2 separate regions of the Pan troglodytes genome follow, and region 2 is linked to region 1. Evidence: chromatin contacts called from public Hi-C data. All regions are on one chromosome and are shown on one strand. Each heading gives the region's core, a stretch centred on a gene start, on an enhancer-like site or on the middle of the called end of the contact. The rest is flanking DNA. Distances are from core to core; before and after follow the strand shown. Region 1 has its middle 570 kb from the start of PIK3C3. Region 2 has its middle 200 kb from the start of PIK3C3.

Evidence for each region. A called contact is a pair of places that touch in the nucleus more often than the background predicts.
Region 2: a contact with region 1 is called in a Hi-C map of stem cell-derived neural progenitor cells, with 4 times the contacts expected there. The contact joins two enhancer-like sites. A contact is called at or near these places in 3 of 7 Hi-C or Micro-C datasets (induced pluripotent stem cells and stem cell-derived neural progenitor cells).

Annotation. Positions count from the first base shown.
Region 1 is chr17:51,192,531-51,196,776 of NHGRI_mPanTro3-v2.0_pri, reverse strand. No RefSeq gene overlaps it. Among named protein-coding and RNA genes, the nearest start is that of PIK3C3, 570 kb to the left of the region's middle. Within about 2 kb of position 2,651, at least 7 of the 24 cell types and tissues checked have an H3K27ac peak or open chromatin away from gene starts, as enhancers often do. A contact at or near this core is called in stem cell-derived neural progenitor cells, where this site is marked.
Region 2 is chr17:51,553,639-51,558,039 of NHGRI_mPanTro3-v2.0_pri, reverse strand. No RefSeq gene overlaps it. Among named protein-coding and RNA genes, the nearest start is that of PIK3C3, 200 kb to the left of the region's middle. Within about 2 kb of position 2,124, at least 8 of the 24 cell types and tissues checked have an H3K27ac peak or open chromatin away from gene starts, as enhancers often do. A contact at or near this core is called in stem cell-derived neural progenitor cells, where this site is marked.

The sequences.
Region 1 (4,246 bases), core at 1,402-3,901:
GGAAAGAACATTTCCTTAGAGTATGAAAGGAGGCATGGAATACTTCTAAATAGAGAATATATAAAATGATGATTTTTGAGTACCCATTATTCTTTGGCCAAATTCACAAATAATAAAATGTGGTTATGTGTAGTAGGGAGAGATAGGTGTATATTAAATATGTTCCTAGCCTCAAGTGATTGTTAAGAATTACAAGAGTTCTCAGAGCTTAGTTTGCTCCCAAAAAAATAGGATATATAAAAAAATTATGCACCAAAATTAGTGGACTTCTTTTTCAGGTTTCACTTTATGTAAGATTTATAGATAATTTAAATATAAAAAAACATGTAAACATAGCTGGGAGGTATAAGACAAGAGGTGATATGAAGATTCTACTTACCCCTGGGATAAAAACTGGCTAAATATTAAAGATTTAAAAGTAAAAGTGCCCAATTTTCTGCAGCAGGCTCATTTAATTATTGGTTCCTCAAACTATCCAGAAAGATATCATTTAGAAGTATATAACTCCTTATTTGGGTGCATAAATGGGATATTCATTTTACCGTCAACTCAACCAATCAATATATATATTTTAAATCCAATGCTTCATATATACAAAGCACTATCCTAACTGTCATAAGGACACTAAAATAGGCATAAACTTTGCCCCCCAAAAAAACTTGTCACCAGCCGGGCGCGGTGGCTCACGCCTGTAATCCTAGCACTTTGGGAGGCCAAAGCGGGTGGATCACGAGGTCAGGAGATCGAGACCATCCTGGCTAACACAGTGAAATCCCGTCTCTACTAAAAATACAAAAAAAATTAGCTGGGCGTGGTGGCGGCTCCTGTAGTCTCAGCTACTCCGGAGGCTGAGGCAGGAGAATGGCGTGAACCCGGGAGGTGGAGCTTGCAGTGAGCCGAGATCGCGCGACTGCACTCACTGCAGTGAGCCCAGCCTGGGCGTCCAGCCTGGGCGACAGAGCGAGACTCCGTCTCAAAAAAAAAAAAAAAAAACCAAAAAAACAAAAAAACTTGTCACCCAGCTAAAGAGTTAAAGAAAATCAGATATGTCTCTACATAAACACACAGATATATACACATACATATATACATACTTTTACCTTGAAACTAAAATGAATACACAACACACACACACACACACACACACACACACACACACATATATATATGCGTACAACACACAGAATTACAAGAGGGAGTGGATGCTTTTATGAATGCGTTTGTCATGATACCAGCTGCAAAGCTTAGAATTGCAGTTGGACCTTAAGGGGAAGTAGTATTAAAAGGAAGCTCTGAGTGTTCTTAAGGATGAGGCATTGAATGCTTACCCTGACTTGAAAGGACAGTCTCTGTACGGGACTACTGGGAGAGGGGCTTGGATGTAAATCTTCAAATACCTTGGAATTAGGGCTGAGAAATATAAATTTTATCCTGTGAGCAATGGGGAGAACTTAGAGGATTTTGAGCAGGGGAGTTATTTATTGAAGAGGACACTTTTGGATGTGGAATCTAGGTGAACTATGCAATGTGATAGTCAGAGAAGCAAAAGCAAGCAGTCAGAATAATGAGGAAAAAAATACAGATTTAAAACTATGAAGGTCAGAACTAAAGGCTCCAAAGCAAAGTGCCTGGACCTGTCTCACTCTTGGAGTTAATCTGAGGCTTCTGAATGTCATTTCCTTTCCACTTGTGATACTTCTTTTTCTTTTTTTTTTTTCAATACTCTCATAGATTTGATTATAAAAACCTACATTCTACATTCCTACGAAGCACAGATTTTGGAACAGACATTTTTTTTTCTGATCTTTTCATACCGAAAGACCCAAACCAATTCCCCTAGACAAAGATTTACTTAGATCTCCAGCCCTTCCCACTAAGCTCCCATACTATATTCCCGGAATACTTGCCTAACTGAAACTCACACATTTAAAGGTTGGGATTTTGTAGACAGTGGGATTTAAGAAGTTTCTCTGTGTTCATTCCCCCATCCCTGGTTAGCCAAGGTCATGCTTTCTGGGAGTGAGGCTATAATCTGTCTGGAAACAATCCAAGACTGTTGAGCTTTCAGAAAGAAATAGTGAGAACCTTACCAACATGCACATATTGCACATAGTCCTTATTTTAAAGAGAATGGGCTTAACAGAAGTCCAAATCCTCTGTTATATTCTCATTCATTAATCTGGTACTATAGTTTATAAACAACAAGTGACAGGGAAAATGACACTGCTGAGGAAGTCTGAAACAGAGATGCTGGACTTCAGGTCTATCAGAGCTTTACAGAAGTAGGCAATCTAGGCAGAAAAGCATTCAAGAAATAACTATTCAATGAGTCCTGCATTTTCCTCTGGTCAAAAAAGGAAGCTCTCCCTTTTTCCGTCCTTGCCCTCCTCCTTTTTTCTTTCTCTATCCTCTGTCTGCCTTCTTTTATCTTCCTTGTTATCCTCCTTTTCTTTCTCCATGCTCCCCTTTCTTCTTCATGTCCCTCTTTCTAATGAAGAAAATAATTTTATTGTCTGGTTTCACTAAACAAAAGGTTGAGTACGGAGTGCATTTTTCTGGCTGTTGCCTTTTCTTTCATATCCTTTAGCAAAAAAGGACCTTTCCCTTTAGAAGCCCAAAGGTGGAGCTGTTGCAAAAGGAGAAAGCCAGACAGGCCAGCCGCGCCCGGCGGGGCCACCAACGCACACACAAGCCACACACACAAACGCAAACACGTACATGCTGGGTCTGCACCGAGGAGCTGCAAATCCTGGAGGCTTTGCTTCCAAAATATAAACATTTCCCCCTTTTTTTTCCCAAAGAGAAATAAAAATCCTGATTACAGCAGATGCATTACTGCCAAATTGTGCAAAAAAGAACAAGTATTAAGTGTCCGCTTAACCCCCTTTAATTGTTAATTCCATGTACTTTACTAGATTCTTGTATTATCAAAATAACTGCAGGGAGAAAGGATTCAAATTCATTTAGGTTCATTAATACCACCATTTGTCAGTGTAATGTCCTATAGATAATGATTGGAGGATCATTCTATTTTCTCCATTTCTACACTTCTGTATAGTGTGCTGAAATATCTATCGGGATGGTTACATTTCAGTGGGAAAGACGTAAAACAAATGCGCATTTCAGCAGCTGGAGAGAAGGCCTTTGCTTTTACATTTGGTGACATCTCACAATATTTTCCATAGAAGTGGCATTTATCTTTTTGGGTGTTAATATGATATTTTGCTTTCAACATCCTGGGAAAAAGCAGCAAATTTTGAAAACCCATTTTATGGAGAGAAACACACAGAAATTGCTGTGTTGTTCCTCCCAGAGATAAGACGAATTATCTCTATCGTGTTTCATAGATGCTTAGCTCGTGGCTTTGTCTAGCAGTTTTGGCTGCTCTGCTTGAAAAACAGAAAACCCCCATTCAATCATTCGCCTCTTCCTTTGCCTCTATCCCTAGAGCAGAGGCCTTCAGCTTGATATCTCAAAAGCTGGTGAAGCAAATATTTTAGCCAATTTCAAAGTGTCCTCATTTACTCTGAAAATATGATTTTACCCTCATGACTTTAACGTTTACTTTGAACTTGGAGTTGCTGGAATAAACAGGGGCAAAGTAACCTGAGATGTTTTACGCCACTGAGAGAAAAAGGTATTGATCTTTTTTGCCTCTGGAAAAAAAAAGGTTTCAATAATTTCCAGATATATTGGAGATTGCATTGCTATCTTTAACTAAAACATGCCACAAGACAGAAACCAATTATTTATTCTCTTTAACCATAGGTCCACCTTTGTCTTAATGTATTCTGATGTCCCATTTGCAAATTGGCAAGTTTGTTCTCAGTAACACTGTAGGCGTACGTGCGTGTGTGCATGCTAACATGCTTGAATGCAGGCGCGGTCGTGAATTTATTCTTGGCTTTGCTACTGGTGACATTTAAATATGGGTTTATGCCAGGTAGTTAAAAATATATAAAAGGCTGAGTTATACCAACCCAGCCTATCATGTGTGTCCCCAAGATGACTGAGAAGGGAGTTTCCAAAGTGGTTTTATTTATGCAGCTTGGGTGCGCTACGAAATAGGACTTAGGAAACAGGGGCTAAAGCAAAGTAGAGTAAAAAGAGATGCCTTGAAAGGGAAAGGGTTTCGGATGCGGAAATAAAGCAACCTCATCCTATTACAAGAATACTTGAACTGGCTCAGTCCCTTCCTTATTTCTTATTCTCTTCTGGCTGTTTCAAAAGGTGCATCTTATTGCAC
Region 2 (4,401 bases), core at 875-3,374, 360 kb before region 1:
TGATGGTGGAGAATTTTCTCTCACAGCATTTGCATTATCAATAGTATAGTATATTGCTTTGGTTAATACATTTTTGCAGAGATGCTGGGAGAAGATATGGCTCTGACCCCAGAAATGCTTCTCTAGGGTGGTTATCAAGCAATTCTTATCAGGACAGACATGCAAAGACGCCCCCTTTTCCCCCAGCTCTCTCAGGACACACACAAGCTCATGTGTGCACACACACACACACATCAAGAGAACATTGTTTTATTAGCAGCAGAAGCCTGAAGGCATTTTTAGATATTTTTGTTTGAGAATACAGAATTTATACGCATGACAATAACTCCTGATGAAAATTAAAATCTAGGATGATCTGATCTTTGAATCTACATCTAGCCCTGGTTGTTTGAGATTTACTTCAGAAAAAGGTGGCATTTCAGATTCTTACCTGAATCTCGGAATAGACCAAAAGGAGGCAAACAGCAATGGGTGTAGCCTGTTCTTCAAGCGCTTCTACCCCTATGGATTCTGAAAAGAATTGAAATCAGGTGGCGGAAAATTTCATCTTCCCCCACACGCCTTGGTCTTCCCTTTCTATTGCTGTGGGTCGTTTTGTTTCTTCTCATAGTGGGAGAGCATTGCTGTGTACTTCTGTATATGATCTGGAAACCCACTGATTTAGGGAGTGGCGATAAAGATGCAGCCACCTTTGGAATAAGGGCAGGGGACCATTCTTACAATCTCTTCTGCAACCAGGCTGGTCAGGTGAGCATGGACATGCCACCTCCTGGTCAGAAAGAGGAGCCCTTATTTTCCTGTAACAGGATCCCTTTCGCCCTAGAAAGTGGAACCAGGTGTTTTTCCAAACACTGCCTTCTGATAACAGTGCCCCCTGACCTCCTCCTAGACTCCCAAGAGTCCATCCACTATCCCCTCCTCTTTGAGCTTTGCTGTTCTGAGGATTTGTTAGTCTGGGCTCCAAGAAGTGAGAAGGGCAAAGCAGCAGCATTTGAAAGGCTTTGCCCTTGACTTGCTTTTAGGTCAGAGAGTCTGCTTGTTTGGCTAAGCTACTTTTAGGCCTCCTTCCTTCTTCCCCGTTGGCATGGAGGGTAGGCCTATTTTCACATATGTGCTCAGACATGCAGAAGCAAACGCCAAAATGAATTAACTGGAATAGCTCTATTAATTTATGCTTTGACAGTAATGACCTTAAGACACAGAAGAATTATATATTAATTTGTTTCTAGTATATAGCACTGCTAAGTTAACACATTTAGGAGAATCCACTTCCCTGTCTCCAGCTGTGAGGGTAAATGAGGCCGACTGTGGCTGGAAGAGGTGTTCATTTGGGCACTGCCCCACTAGATGGCAGGGTGGCTTCAGGGATGGACCCACTGCTGGCGGCTGCAAAACACCTTGTTTGCAGTCATTATTTGACACACTCAAAAATCGACAATTTTTCTCATGTTGTTCATTTGGAAATTATATTTAAACTTATTTATTTACATGAGCACATACATAACATGTATATTTACAAACAAATATGCCTACACTGTCCGAGATAAGGGTGTTTAAGAAACAATGCTTTCCCTCCACCAGCCTGGCTGACTTCTCTGAGACTGCATCCTTCTGCAGACCCCCAGTGGCTCCACACCAGGGCACACACCACCACCCAGCCTTATTGAGGCTGGGAAGGGGAGGGATGATTTTTGAAAGTCAAAGGGCATAATCCCTTCCAGGAGGGAAACTGTTTTTAACACATGGTTTGGTCAGTTAGGGGAACTCAGGAAAAAAAAAATAAAGTGGAACAATAAGCATTTTACATTCATGCCCTCCCTCAGAGGGAAGATTAAAAGTAAAACCAGATTAGAGACTTGAATTTTATTCAAATCCTTTCTCCCCTTTCCTCTCCCTTGTTCTCTAATCTCTCCTATTCTTTTGCCTTCCTGTCTCTCCTGTCTTTGTTCCTATTTCTGTCAAATCTCCCTCCTCTTTCTTTTCCCTTTTCTCCTCAGTCTGAATTTCCACATCTCCCCTTTCTCGGTCTTCATTCTCTCGGAATTTGATGCTGTTGAGCTGCCTCTGATCCTGCATCCCTTTATGCAGCCCTTTCCTGTTAATGAATTGTTAAAATTTCATAGGGATCAGTGACTGTGCTTTTCTCTGCTCCTGGACACTGCAGCTCGCAAGCTGCTTTCCCTCGGAACAGAAAAGTCACAGCTATGAGCTGGCTGACTACTCCTTCTCTGTAAACAGTTTTCCAGGATTTACACATTCAGTATGCAGGAAGGTCTTTCATTTGTTTGTTTGTTTGTTTTCCTTATTCAAGTTTAAGCAGGATTAGAATTTCAGTTAATGAAGGCTTCTGAAAAATGGTGACTCCATTCATGGCAGAGAAAAGTGAGATTCTAGCAGTCTTCCAAGATGCCTGGATTCTGCAGTTTTCTGCAGTGGAAAGATCTTAGGAAATCAGTGCAAGCCGAGGACTGTTTGACTACATTTTCAGAACGAGATTCTTTGTAGCACCTTCTGCCTCAGTTGCCTAGCAGGCAATCCTGTACCAAAAATTGTAGCTTTTAATGTATTTTCTTTTCAGATAAAATTAAAGTTACCTTCTTGATTGTTCTTTAGTCTAATTACACCCACAGGTTTTTGTGGTTGAATGTGCCATCTTCTCTTTTGGTTGGAGGATTCTTGCCTTAGGAATAATATGTGGGTAGAAAAAAATAAAACAAAAAACTCCCCAATAAATTGCAATCTAGATTAAAAGTGATCTTCTGCCTTAAAATCTACATATAAAATATGTAGGCAATTATATGCAGTTCCGTATCATGTGCAAATATGGTTATGATCCACTTCGATATTTTACATAAAGGTGTGTATTCTTCCGGAAAATTATGTTGTCTTCACATCTCTGACCCACTACAAGTTTTACATTTTACTAATAATATCAACTAAATGTTATTCCTCCCTTTATTACTTTGCAAAATTGTTGTTGATAGTCATTAATATATCTCAGGCACTTGAGATTCCGAAGTTCTTTCAAAAATTTCTGGCAAAGTTATATTAATTGGAGTTTCTTTGTTAAATATCTTAAATTTCTAATAATAGGAAAGCTATACATAGTATGCACATTATTTTCATTCGTAAAGAAATACTGCTTACACAGAACATCCTATTCTTTAAAGATGTTGGGTAACTCGATATTTAATATCCTCCCATCTCTTTTATTTTCCATTCTTTAACTTCCTTTTGTCCTGACTTTTCTCTTTACGTCTTTTCTATTCGTCACTGTGGTTCTTAATGAGAAATTTATGTCAGCAGTTTATCAAATAAAAAAGGAGAACCAGTGAATTTCCTTTTTCATCTTAGCATTTTCTTCAAACTAGAGATGCTGACAATTTGGAAACTGGTAGATAGGTGCTGACATTTTGTAAATTTGTGCCCTTACCATAAACCTCAACGAAGTCCTCTAGATTATTCCAGGGAAATCTTTCTTCTAAGCCAATACTGGACACATTTAGAGATCTAAGAAAAAATAAATTGTTCTCCTTCTGGTCTACTGTGGCATGCTTCCTGTTAGGAGAATAATTGAGCAGTTTATTTTAATCAGGAGCTCTTTTCAGAGGGGGGTGCTGGAGAGGGTTAATTGCTAGGGTGAAACAACTATGGGAGTTCAGCTTACTGGGGTGCTAATTGGGTAACAGGTGAACATAAATAGTGTGGAGAAACAGGAAATCAGAACATAGGAGGGAAAATGTAGATGTTAAGTTCCACAACCCTTATACATGTAGTTAAGTCATAGGTGCTGCAAACCAGGTAGCAAGCTGTTTTCCTTTTGAAAATTTCAGGCTGCACGGCTTTGGCCACAATAGGCTAGGGAGGGAAAGGGAGGTGAGTTTCCTATTGAGTAAATAACCTTAGCTGGATCAGACAGTGTGGTTTTGGGTTTTCAGCATCATTGACGTGTGTTCAGGTAAAGCAGCTGTCTGTGAAGCTGGGCTTACTCTCAGTTATGGCATGACCGGAAGGCTCCAAGATGACCCCTTTCTGTATCTACTGAGAGTTTGTGCATCTTTTAATGGGCTTCAAAGCTGTTCAACTCGCAAATGAAAGTTAGGTTGAAATCATGAATATTTTTGGAAAAAAAAAAAAACGTGGTGAATTGTTTCCACTTTTAAGTGTACTGAATTGAGAGCATATCTCTTCAAGACCAGTTTAGAAGGAAAAAAGAAACTAGAATAGTGATCCGCAATCTTGGCTCCAAGTGAGAATCACCTAGGGAATGTTTATAACTCCCTGAGCTTAGGCCAGGCGTGGTGGCTCACGCCTGTAATTCCAGCACTTTGGGAGGCCGAGGCGGGTGGATCACGAGGTCAGCAGATCCAGACCATCCTGGCTAACACAGTGAAACCCCGT